2 separate regions of the Mus musculus genome follow, and region 2 is linked to region 1. Evidence: chromatin contacts called from public Hi-C data. All regions are on one chromosome and are shown on one strand. The core of a region is the stretch at or near the end of the contact, and the rest is flanking DNA. Distances in the headings are between cores, read along the strand shown.

The links. A called contact is a pair of places that touch in the nucleus more often than the background predicts.
Region 2: a Hi-C map of liver shows a contact between it and region 1, with 4 times the contacts expected there. The contact joins two enhancer-like sites. A contact is called at or near these places in 1 of 39 promoter capture datasets (macrophages) and 3 of 484 Hi-C or Micro-C datasets (all in liver).

What each region holds. Positions count from the first base shown.
Region 1 is chr6:35,295,555-35,300,459 of GRCm38.p6, reverse strand. The region is part of intron 2 of Slc13a4 (solute carrier family 13 (sodium/sulfate symporters), member 4); the gene reads left to right. Among named protein-coding and RNA genes, the nearest start is that of Slc13a4, 10 kb to the left of the region's middle. Within about 2 kb of position 2,684, at least 35 of the 459 cell types and tissues checked have an H3K27ac peak or open chromatin away from gene starts, as enhancers often do. A contact at or near this core is called in liver, where this site is marked.
Region 2 is chr6:35,872,818-35,877,722 of GRCm38.p6, reverse strand. No RefSeq gene overlaps it. Among named protein-coding and RNA genes, the nearest start is that of Gm23273, 100 kb to the left of the region's middle. Within about 2 kb of position 2,907, at least 2 of the 459 cell types and tissues checked have an H3K27ac peak or open chromatin away from gene starts, as enhancers often do. A contact at or near this core is called in liver, where this site is marked.

The sequences.
Region 1 (4,905 bases), core at 1,435-3,934:
AATTGTGGGTATCTCTCTGTGTGCTATGAGAAAGAATGAAGCTGGCCTTATGGGCTGCCTTAACCTTGAGCAACAGAACATTCCTTTTTATTTTCCAATTAGTCATTTATTCTGCTGATTCTTTCTTTCTTTCTTTCTTTCTTTCTTTCTTTCTTTCTTTCTTTACACTCTGGTCTCAGTTTCCCATCTCTCCTCTCCTCCCAGGCCCTCCCTCCAATCTTCCCTTCCCTCCACCCACCCTTTCTCCCCTTCTCCTCAGGAAAGGAGCCCTGACATACCAAGCTGCACTAGGCTCATCTTCTCTTACTGAGGCTAGACTAGGAGCCCAGTTAGGGGACAGGGATCCAAAGCAGGCAATGTAGTCAGAGACAGCCCTGCTCCCACTGCAGTAGCCCTGCATGAAGACCCAGCTGCACAACTGTTACACAGGTGCAAGGGTCCTAGGCCCATCCCAGTAGAACAGCTTCTTTTCCTATGGGATAACGTTGACTGGCCAGCTTTTGTTAGTTTGCCTTAGATTTCTTTTTCCTTTTTCTCTGAGGGGTCTAAGAGCAGTCGTAGCCTAGGGAAGCTGTGAGCGGGTTCTTGTCCTTACAGATATGTATGTAACATGGCTAGAAAAAGGAGGCACATACAAAACCCAGTCTGTGAGGCAGTTTCTCCAACACCCACCACCACCACTACACACACACACACACACACACACACACACACACACACTCCTTCCTTTGTGGGTGAGAAGAGAGGGATTTCGTGTCTAAAAGAACCATCCACCTTAAGGACAACTTTTCTCAGGAAAACTGTACAAACTTGTTCTACGTGTTTCCTTTTAAAATTGTGGAGCTAGAAATTCATGGGGCGAGGGAAAGGGGAAGCTAGACAACAGGTATCCACGGCTATCCAAGACCCACCCCTTTGCAGAGACAGAGGCCAAACAAGTGGGGAGACTCCTTGGAGGCAATGGTTTGGGGAGGGGGCTTTTCAACCTGAAAGGAATAGCCTTCATGTGTGCTCAGAAATATTGCCATTTCTGGGAGGGTGGGATTAAGAAGACCCGCTTTACCATTTGAGGTGAAAAGCTTAATTCACCCGTGTCGTTAGGTGGTTTTGACAGGTCTGTTTAGTAATTGAGGTATAAGGAATAGATCAGTCCAAATATAGTCTGTTCAGCTGACCTTGGATTAAAGGAAAATACCAACAGGATAGAGGACTTAGGTGACAGCGTTGTGGGCCAGCTAGCTGCAGCCGAAACACCCATTCCGCCCTCTCTCGGTATGCCCTGACACCAGCATCATGGCTCACGGGGAAAAGCAAGGTATTTCTCCCCAGGAGCCTCCTAGTCGTCCAGCTACACATGCTGTTCCTAACCCAGGTCCCGCTCCTAATCCTCCCCTTGCTGGGACTTGGCCTCTCCATTCCTTTCCCTTTAAAACCCTATGACTAATTACACTCTAGTAAAATGTTTCTGAAGACTTCCCCTAAGAGTAGTTCCCTTCCCTCTGAGCTACCTTGATGGCATATACCATTTTTTAAAAGTGATATATAACAGATGTAGCCTTCTGTAGACGTACATTCTCTAGGACTTGTAGTGTCCCAGTGTCCTCGGGCCTCGGGCCTCAGTTTCTGTTGCTCCTTGGGGCTGGAAAGAGCATGGCCTCCATGAAAGCCTGTGAATGGGGTCAGTCAGGACCTGAGCCTATGGCTTTTGTCCTTTACATCATTCCCTTGGGATTCTGAGTTCTAGATCTTCCATTCTGGATGGTACAGTAACCAGAGGGTGATCGAAGTAAATATGCCATTTCTGCCCACTCAAGTCTTATTTCTGGCCGTCCTGAGTTCTCCTCTGCGTAAAGCTATTTATAGGAGCCAGAGCACTGGAGAAAAAACAGAACCAGTCCGATAAGAGGCTAGGAGAGCTATAGCTGTAGATACAGGCACAGAAAGAGATGGCTTTGTTATAAGGAACTGCCTCCACCACGCTGCTGAAACTTTCCATGACTGACTTCTGCTGCGGGAATCCCAGGGGAAACACTGGGTGTGAGTGCTGTGAGCCCAGTGACCAGAGGACCAGGGGAGCTGGTGGCCTAAATCCCTGCCCAGGAGCAGAGACTAAGAGGAGAGGTTCAGGCCACAGAGCTGGAGAAAAGGGCTTCTTCCCTGACCTGTTCGCTTTATGCCAGGTTCCATGGAGTATCATCTCCCAGCACTGTGTTATTTAATCTTCTAAAAGGAGCCACAGTTTTCTACCCTTGTTTTATAGAGGAGCAAACTGCAGCTCAGAAAGGTTAAGTAACTTACCCAAGGTTTCCCAGCTAGTAAGCAATAGAACCAGGTCTTGTATCTAGGGGTGTGTGATTCTAAAACCTGAACTCTTGGTCCCTGGGCCATCTGTACCAAAAGCTTCCATTTAGTTAATCAGTGATGGGCTCAGCACCTCAGTCTGCACAGGGAGCTCTTCCAGAGGGGAGTTGGCCAGAACATCAAAGATCTGGGCCCTGGGAAGATGAGAAATGAAGAAACGATTGAGGGAGACATGGTTTCTGGCGCCTGGGCCTAGTATGGCGGGCTCAATCCAAAAGAACCAATGACAGGGCTAGAAGGAGCTCGCCACCATAAGGACTGAGTGTAAGGGAAACTCAGAAACTGGCCGCTGGGCACAGTCCTCATATTCCTGTTCCAGGAGGTTCGAGCCAAATGACCACACCAGGGACACTAGGCTAGAGATGGACTTCGTGCCTTGGCAGATGATCAGACACTAAAGCCTCCTTGACTTTAGGATTCTGCCATTTAATTTTTGACTAGGTTGTTGTGTCTAGTAGCCTAAGCTGGCCTCAATGGTCATCCTGTCTCTGCTGCCAGAGAGCTGAGATTACAGGGTAACACTCCAAACATTCCCCCCATACCTCCTACAATCTTCCCATGAGCACCCAGTAATACCTCCCTCTGCTGGTGTGCAGGACTCCAACCTGAGTTTTAGTCGGTGTTTGTGTTTCATTTTGTTTGTTTGGACTCCACCGTGATTCTTACTGACCTCAGATTTGTCTTTTAAAAGCCTTCTCACTCTTACTACTGGGAAGTCCAGGCACAGAAATTACTTCTGATAGATAGTATTCACATGTTCTGACTGTGCACAACCCCCCTCTGCCACCATCCTCTCCCATCAGTGTACCAGCATCCCTGCACTGCATGCCGCTGGGCAAGCCTCACTGGGCAAGGATTCAAGGTCCTGCCAGGGCAAGAGAAAAGGGAGGTGACCCCCTCTGGGATAGCAGCCATGTCCCGCTGGAGTCTGATGTCATCAATCTGCTTCCCTGCTGGCTCCCAGTCTTTCTGACCCTCTGGATGCCTGCCTATTGTACAAACCCTGGCTATTTGTTTGCTCAACCCTGGAGGCATTCCCCACCCCACTTTCAAGGCTAGAAAGGCCTCTGTTCCACATGGAGGCTGACCTTTTTCCTGCATGCAGGTCCTTCAGGGATGCGGGCTGCAGATCAGGGGATGCGGGCTGCAGATGAGGTGGGCCATCTGTCATAAACTCAGCCTCAGCTGAACTTCATAGCCAGACTTGATGGAAAGCTGTGTAGACCCTGTAGCCTTTGAGGCTAACTTCATGTTTCTGTGGAACAAACAACTTTCTCTGAGCCAACACCAGACCAAACTTCCTATCTGGCCTCAGAGCCCAGCCCTTGCTTCAGCCTCCCTACTTGGAGCACTTCACACAGTCCCAGATCAGAAACTGGAAGATAAGGTCAAGATCTCCAGCCATACAGAAGCTTGGCCAGCTTTGAGGTCCTCTGGATATCCATCTGGGTCTTCCTGCTAAGGGAGAGTTTTACATTTTTTAATTTTTTTAATTTTTTATTGATGTGTATGTGTGTATGGCTGGTGAGTCTGTGTGCATGCAGGTGTCCTAGAAGCCAGAGATTTCTTAGATCCCTTGGAGCTGGAGTTATGGGCAGATGTGAGCCACCTGATGTAGGTGCTAGAAACTAAACCCAGGTTCTCCGGAAAGGCAGCAAATGTTCTTTACCATTGAACCATCTCTCCAGCACTGCACACACACACACACCCCAAATATTTTTATAAACAACAGTACCTTTTCTTTCCTTTCCTTTTTTTCTTTCTGTAATTCTTCATTTATTTGTTAAGGGGTTGGGGAATCTTACTATGTAGGCCAGGCGGCCCTCAACCTTTTAATCCTCCTGCCTCAGTTGGTATTACAGATGTGTGACACTAGACCTGACTCAGTACCTTTTCTTTAAACCCAATCTTAAGATACTCAATACACAGAACAGGAGAAAGAGCAAGGCCTACTCAAGTAGGGAATGGGAGCCTAGCGTGCCAGCTGCTTGGATTGATCCCTGGTCCCTTCCTTCCCATGGCTAACCCTAAAATTTGCTGCTACAGTGCGTTCCCAGGAAGGAAGATCATGTGATGAGAAGGGGCTGGAGCCCCTGCAGGACATTCTCAGTGTAATGACATCACAGCCTGTAGGGAATGACAGAAAGAGGGACAGACATGGCAACTGTGGTGTCTTCCTTAGACACTAGCCAGGGTGTGTGCTGTCTCTGGCTTTGACAGGGCTCAGTGTTAATGGAGAGCTGAGTAAGACATCCAGTTCTGGGTCTAATGTTGCAGGTATGTCCAACCTGTGGCCCACAGACCTTATGCACTCTAAAATAGCTATGAATGCAGTCCACCATAGAATGGAAACTGGGGCTTAGTGAGTTAGAGACTATTCTGTAGAGGCAAGGAGATTTGAGTTCAGATCTCCAGAGCCAATGAGGTGTGGCTGCAGGTATCAGGAACCCTGCTACTGTAGGTAAGAGAAAGGTAGATTTGGGGAACTCATTGGCCAGCCAACCTGGTGAAAATAAAAATAGCAAGCTTTGGACTCAATGAGAA
Region 2 (4,905 bases), core at 1,658-4,157, 580 kb before region 1:
GTCATAATAAGGAAGGCTCAAAAAAAAATGCTAGTTTTCTCAGCCTACCGTAACAAAATACTATTCACTTGACAGCTTAAATGAACGAAACCTATTATTCACAGTGCTGGAAGATTAAGATCAAGGCACCAGCAGATTGAGTTCCTGGACATTGCTTGTTGCTAGCCTGCAATGGCAGTTCTTGTTGTACTTTTATGTGGTTAGGGAGAGAAAGAGAGAGGAGGAAGAGAGAGAAAAGAAACAGTGCTAGTCAGTTTTCTTAAAAAGAACATTAACCCCATGCAGCCTCATAACTGCATGTAAACATAATAACCCTCCCAAATGCCCCATCTCCACGACATAACACTGGGGTTTGGGCTTCAACATGGCCTTACGAATATTTAAATCTAAATTCAAATGATAGTGTATCAAAATATATAGAAGCTAGCATACCCTGGAAAGACCATCTGCAGTATTAAATGTACCTGCAAGTTAAAAAGAAAACTCTGAAATCATTACACTTCTTAAAAAGGTTTTCTTGTTAAGAAGTCAGAAGAGAGAAGACTTAAGGATGAGGGCAGCAATAGAAGATATTAAAGTGGGAAGACAACAGACAAAATCAGTGACCCTAAAACAGGTGATTTCAAAAGATCAATGAGTCTGGTAGACGTCTGGCTAGCTGATCAAGTTACTGTAAATCCGTGCCATGCTCAGTGGTAATGTTCAGGTCTTCAGAGCATGCAGCCCTAGCACTTTGAACTCATATGCCTCTCACTCTCTACTTCCAGATAATGTCAGAGTAGAAACAATGCCAAAAGTTCCTTCTAAAAATGTTCAAAATTTGAAACAATTTAATAGCTGGTTTTAAACTACAATCAACAAACTATCTGGTTACATCCCGACTTAAGACAAAGTGCAATTACACCTTGACACAAGCAGGTTAAGCGGCTCCCAAACCTCATCTCAATTCTAATTGGTACCCACAACTCTCTCCAATCTCTGACTCTCTCTGGCCTCCTTCCAGAATCTATGGCTTTGCTTCCCAAAGCATGAATGATCTCAACAACTGCAGGATGAAAGGAAAATCAAAGCCTGTCTGGCTAAGATGGCTTTGCTTTAGAAAAATCTTTACAACTTTCCTTGACATATCTTTAAACCTGTATATTTTCAAGTACTACAAACCTAAGATATTTTCTATCAGATGAAAAATCTGGTAAAATAGCAGGCATACAGAACTATACTGTTAAGGAACTTGTTAAAAAAAAAAAAGAAAGAAAAGAAAAGAAAAAGAAAAATATAACACCCAAATGCAGACTATGTAGGACTATAAAAACTAACCAGATACTTGCAGTGCCAGCTGTGAGTGACATAGAATTTTCCATAAGAAGATTAGCATGGAGTGGAGTTGAGCTTCATACATCACTTGTCCCTACTACAAATATATGTATTAGAAAATAGGAAGCAAGGGATTAAAAAGTCAGTAATAAGAATGCCAAAGAAACAGGAAACAGACTGGCCCGAGAAATCTGGTATAAAGTACACTAGATGTGAAATGTAGTTTGAGAGGTCTGACACCAAAGTGTAGAGTCTATGTACGAGGACAGGAAAGAGAGATTTGAAGTGAACAGGAAGAAGTGTGAGTTCCACTTTTGGAAAAGAATGCTGTCACCAGGACTCAGGCCTGGATAGCAGCACAACAAAGAGCTATAAAATATTTTCCAATATTGAGCTGACTGTCCCTGGTGACTTGAGAAAGAAAAAGTGGAGCTAGTCTTAGAGGAGACAAGAAGATAAATGCTCAATAAGAGGCAACAGAGACATTCTTGACTAATGAAGTTCCTTACCAAAAAAGAAAAGAAAAAAAAAAAAGCCAAAGCAAAACCGCAAAACCCTGTGCAGCTATTGTTCAGCTGTTGTAATATTAAAGTTTTCAGAGTATTCAAGCAAGGAAGCTGGAAACAGACAAGCTGGTATGGGGTATGGAGAGCAGAAAAGCCGTCAGAGAAGACAGATTCCAATCCTTTTGAAAACCTAAAGTTAGATAATGGCATCCTATGCTGTGAAGAAGTCAGTGTGAACAAAGACGGAATGAAGACAGCTGAGCCTGAAAATTAAAAATAGGAGCAGCTACTTCCAGACAGCAGAATAAGATGTCATTCGGGAGGGTGGGGAACTTTCATCTTTTCATGATGAAGAGGGTTCTAGGGTGGATGGAACGATGGCTTGAAAGCATGTGTTGCTTGCAGAGAACCCAAGTTCTGCTCCCAGCACTCACCTGGTAGTTCACAACCTTCCATCCATAACTCCAATTCAGGGGGACCTTATGCTCCCTTCTGGGTCCTGTACCTATAATGCACAGGATACACAAACATGCAGGCAAAACACACATGCAAAAAAGCCCAAGAGAATTAAATATATTTAAACTCTATTTTCTTATATGTTTTCATGGCCATACTTCCTGTAAAACACAAGATTTTACCCTGCCTGTGCATAAGAAAATAATCATGCTTTACATTCGATGACAAATCAATTCCCATTTGACCAGTAGTCATTCAAGTATATTTTTCTCATTGAGGAGAAAACTTCCATCCCAGGCAACTTTTCATGACAATTAGTGATTCCTGAAAGGAAAGAAAGAGCATACGTTTTCCATAAAATCCAGGTAACTATGTGTTTTGTCTGCAAGCTTCTGAGGAATGTAGATATCATATTTGTCCCAGTTTCCAAATATTTGAGTTATACGGAAACTGACCTTTCTACTCTCGCTCTTCTGGATTAAGGATAATGAAGTTGAAGCCCAAAGAAGATAAATGATAAGCACAATATCACGTGAAGAGCTGATGGGAGAATTAGCAGGAGAACCCGGGCCCTCAAGGCCATGATCATTAGGTTAGTTCTGAACAGAGGTTTTATATTTGTTTAGAGGTCTTGTGTAAGAATCACATCAATAAAAGTCCTCTTGGGGCAAAGAACGTCCTTGCTCCAGAAGAGAGACACGAGTAACCACAAGTCTAATTAATTTTTTTGTATTAAAGTATCACTCATGCCAAGTAGTTTATTGGCCCATGAATGGCTGTAAGGCACAGTTATGATTCTGGGCTCAGAGGGTACTTGTAAATGAAGCTAGTCACTTAGGTAATATTAACAGACAGCTCTGCTGTGGGAGCCATCATCAATCGCAAGAATAGGAAGTTAATAACTTCCAACCCACTAAGTACGTTTACCCCAAAATCATTTGAAGAGAATTAAGTGGAAAAAAAAAACCTTAAAAGCATGTGACTCCTTATTTTGTTGTACCCCTGTTCTTATAGTGACCCTTTCTTGGTAGTTATAACACTACTGATTCATTGAACAATATCCATATTATTACAGTGTTATTTTCCCTGATAGCTCCTGAATCACTGTCTTTTTAAAAAGGCAAAGATACTTTGTCTTCCACCCTCTTGGGTATAACTAAGTACACAAATACATGAGAGATGTAGAGTGACATTTCCTGGGTGGGACTACTTCCTTGTTTCAGTCTCTGGAGGTAGACCCAACGTTTGCTCATAGCTACATGTTTTAGGGCACTGTGGGCAAAAATACTCTATGCTATACAATGGTCCCTTAATTATAATAGAACTAATCTTTCTAGGAAGTGCAGTTTAATCTCTTTAACAAATCATTGTTGGCCATGCAGCATTAAATGGCTTCACTCTTTAAGCTAAAAGGTAAGAAAAATCACCTTAAGTTGTGAATAAAGGATTTCCCACCTGAAGAGAGGATGAGGGGGGAAGGCTTGCAGTTCAAAGTTAATTTCTATCATCAAGGACAAAAAAAAAGCTTTCTTCAAGTTATGCAACATGAAAAATTGGATTTATGGATCTGTCAGCTATGACAGGAAACATCAATTACTGGTTTGTGATGAGTAACAGAGTGACATTCCATTATGATGGCACTGAATGTGTGACTTAAGGCACTCATTGTCGCTGTTGTTGACTGGATGGCAACATGCAGTTCTTAAATCTCTCTAACTGGGTGATTCTGGTAGCTGGCCATATCAGGGCCAGGGTTAGGACTGGGAGTGAAGGACTCTCTCAAGCACTACTAGAAGAGACTTGCATAGAGTTCTGCTTCCACAGCTATGCCTTTTCTCTCTCTGTTTTTAAAAACTGATATTGTTAATAATGTAAAATATATGGTAAATATGAAGCCAAATTCAGTTTAATAGCTAACACATTAATAAAGCAACTATCTCCTTGGAGGAAACAAGTAATTTCAGACTATAATAAAAATGCTACTGTCTAAGAATTGATTTAGGGACTGGAAACATGACTTAGTAGTTAAGAGCACTGACTGTTCTTCCAGAGGATCTCGGTTCGAATCCTAGCAGCTACATGGCAGCTCAGTCCTGCCTATAATTCTAGTTCTAGGGGATCCAGCGCCCTCTTTTGGCCTCTACAGGTGCCAGCATGCACATGGTATATAGACATATATGCAAGCAAAACACTTAGATGCATAAATGAAATATTTTTAAATAAAAAGATTTTAAACTACAGTGATTGTTGCTTAGAATCAGGATTCAGAAATGTGGTCCTGGGGGAATCTTTTATTGTGTGGACCCAGCAAGGCACTTTCATACTCACTAAGATTGGGGTCATGATACTGGATAATACCATATGGAACACTGCCAGACATGTTCACTGCTCTATCAGAATATGCCAGGAACCTTTCACTCAAAGAAAAAAGCTAATCAAAACTGAATTCCAGGTAGTTTAGAAATGATTACCAATTAAGGTACATTATGTACACTTTTTGATGAAAAAGCCTAGATAGAAATGAATATTTCCATAAATATCCTTATTGTTGAAAAAGAAAATGTGACTGTAAAGAAGCGAACATATCCCCCTTAAAAATACAAAAGATTAAAACCAACCCCAAACTATT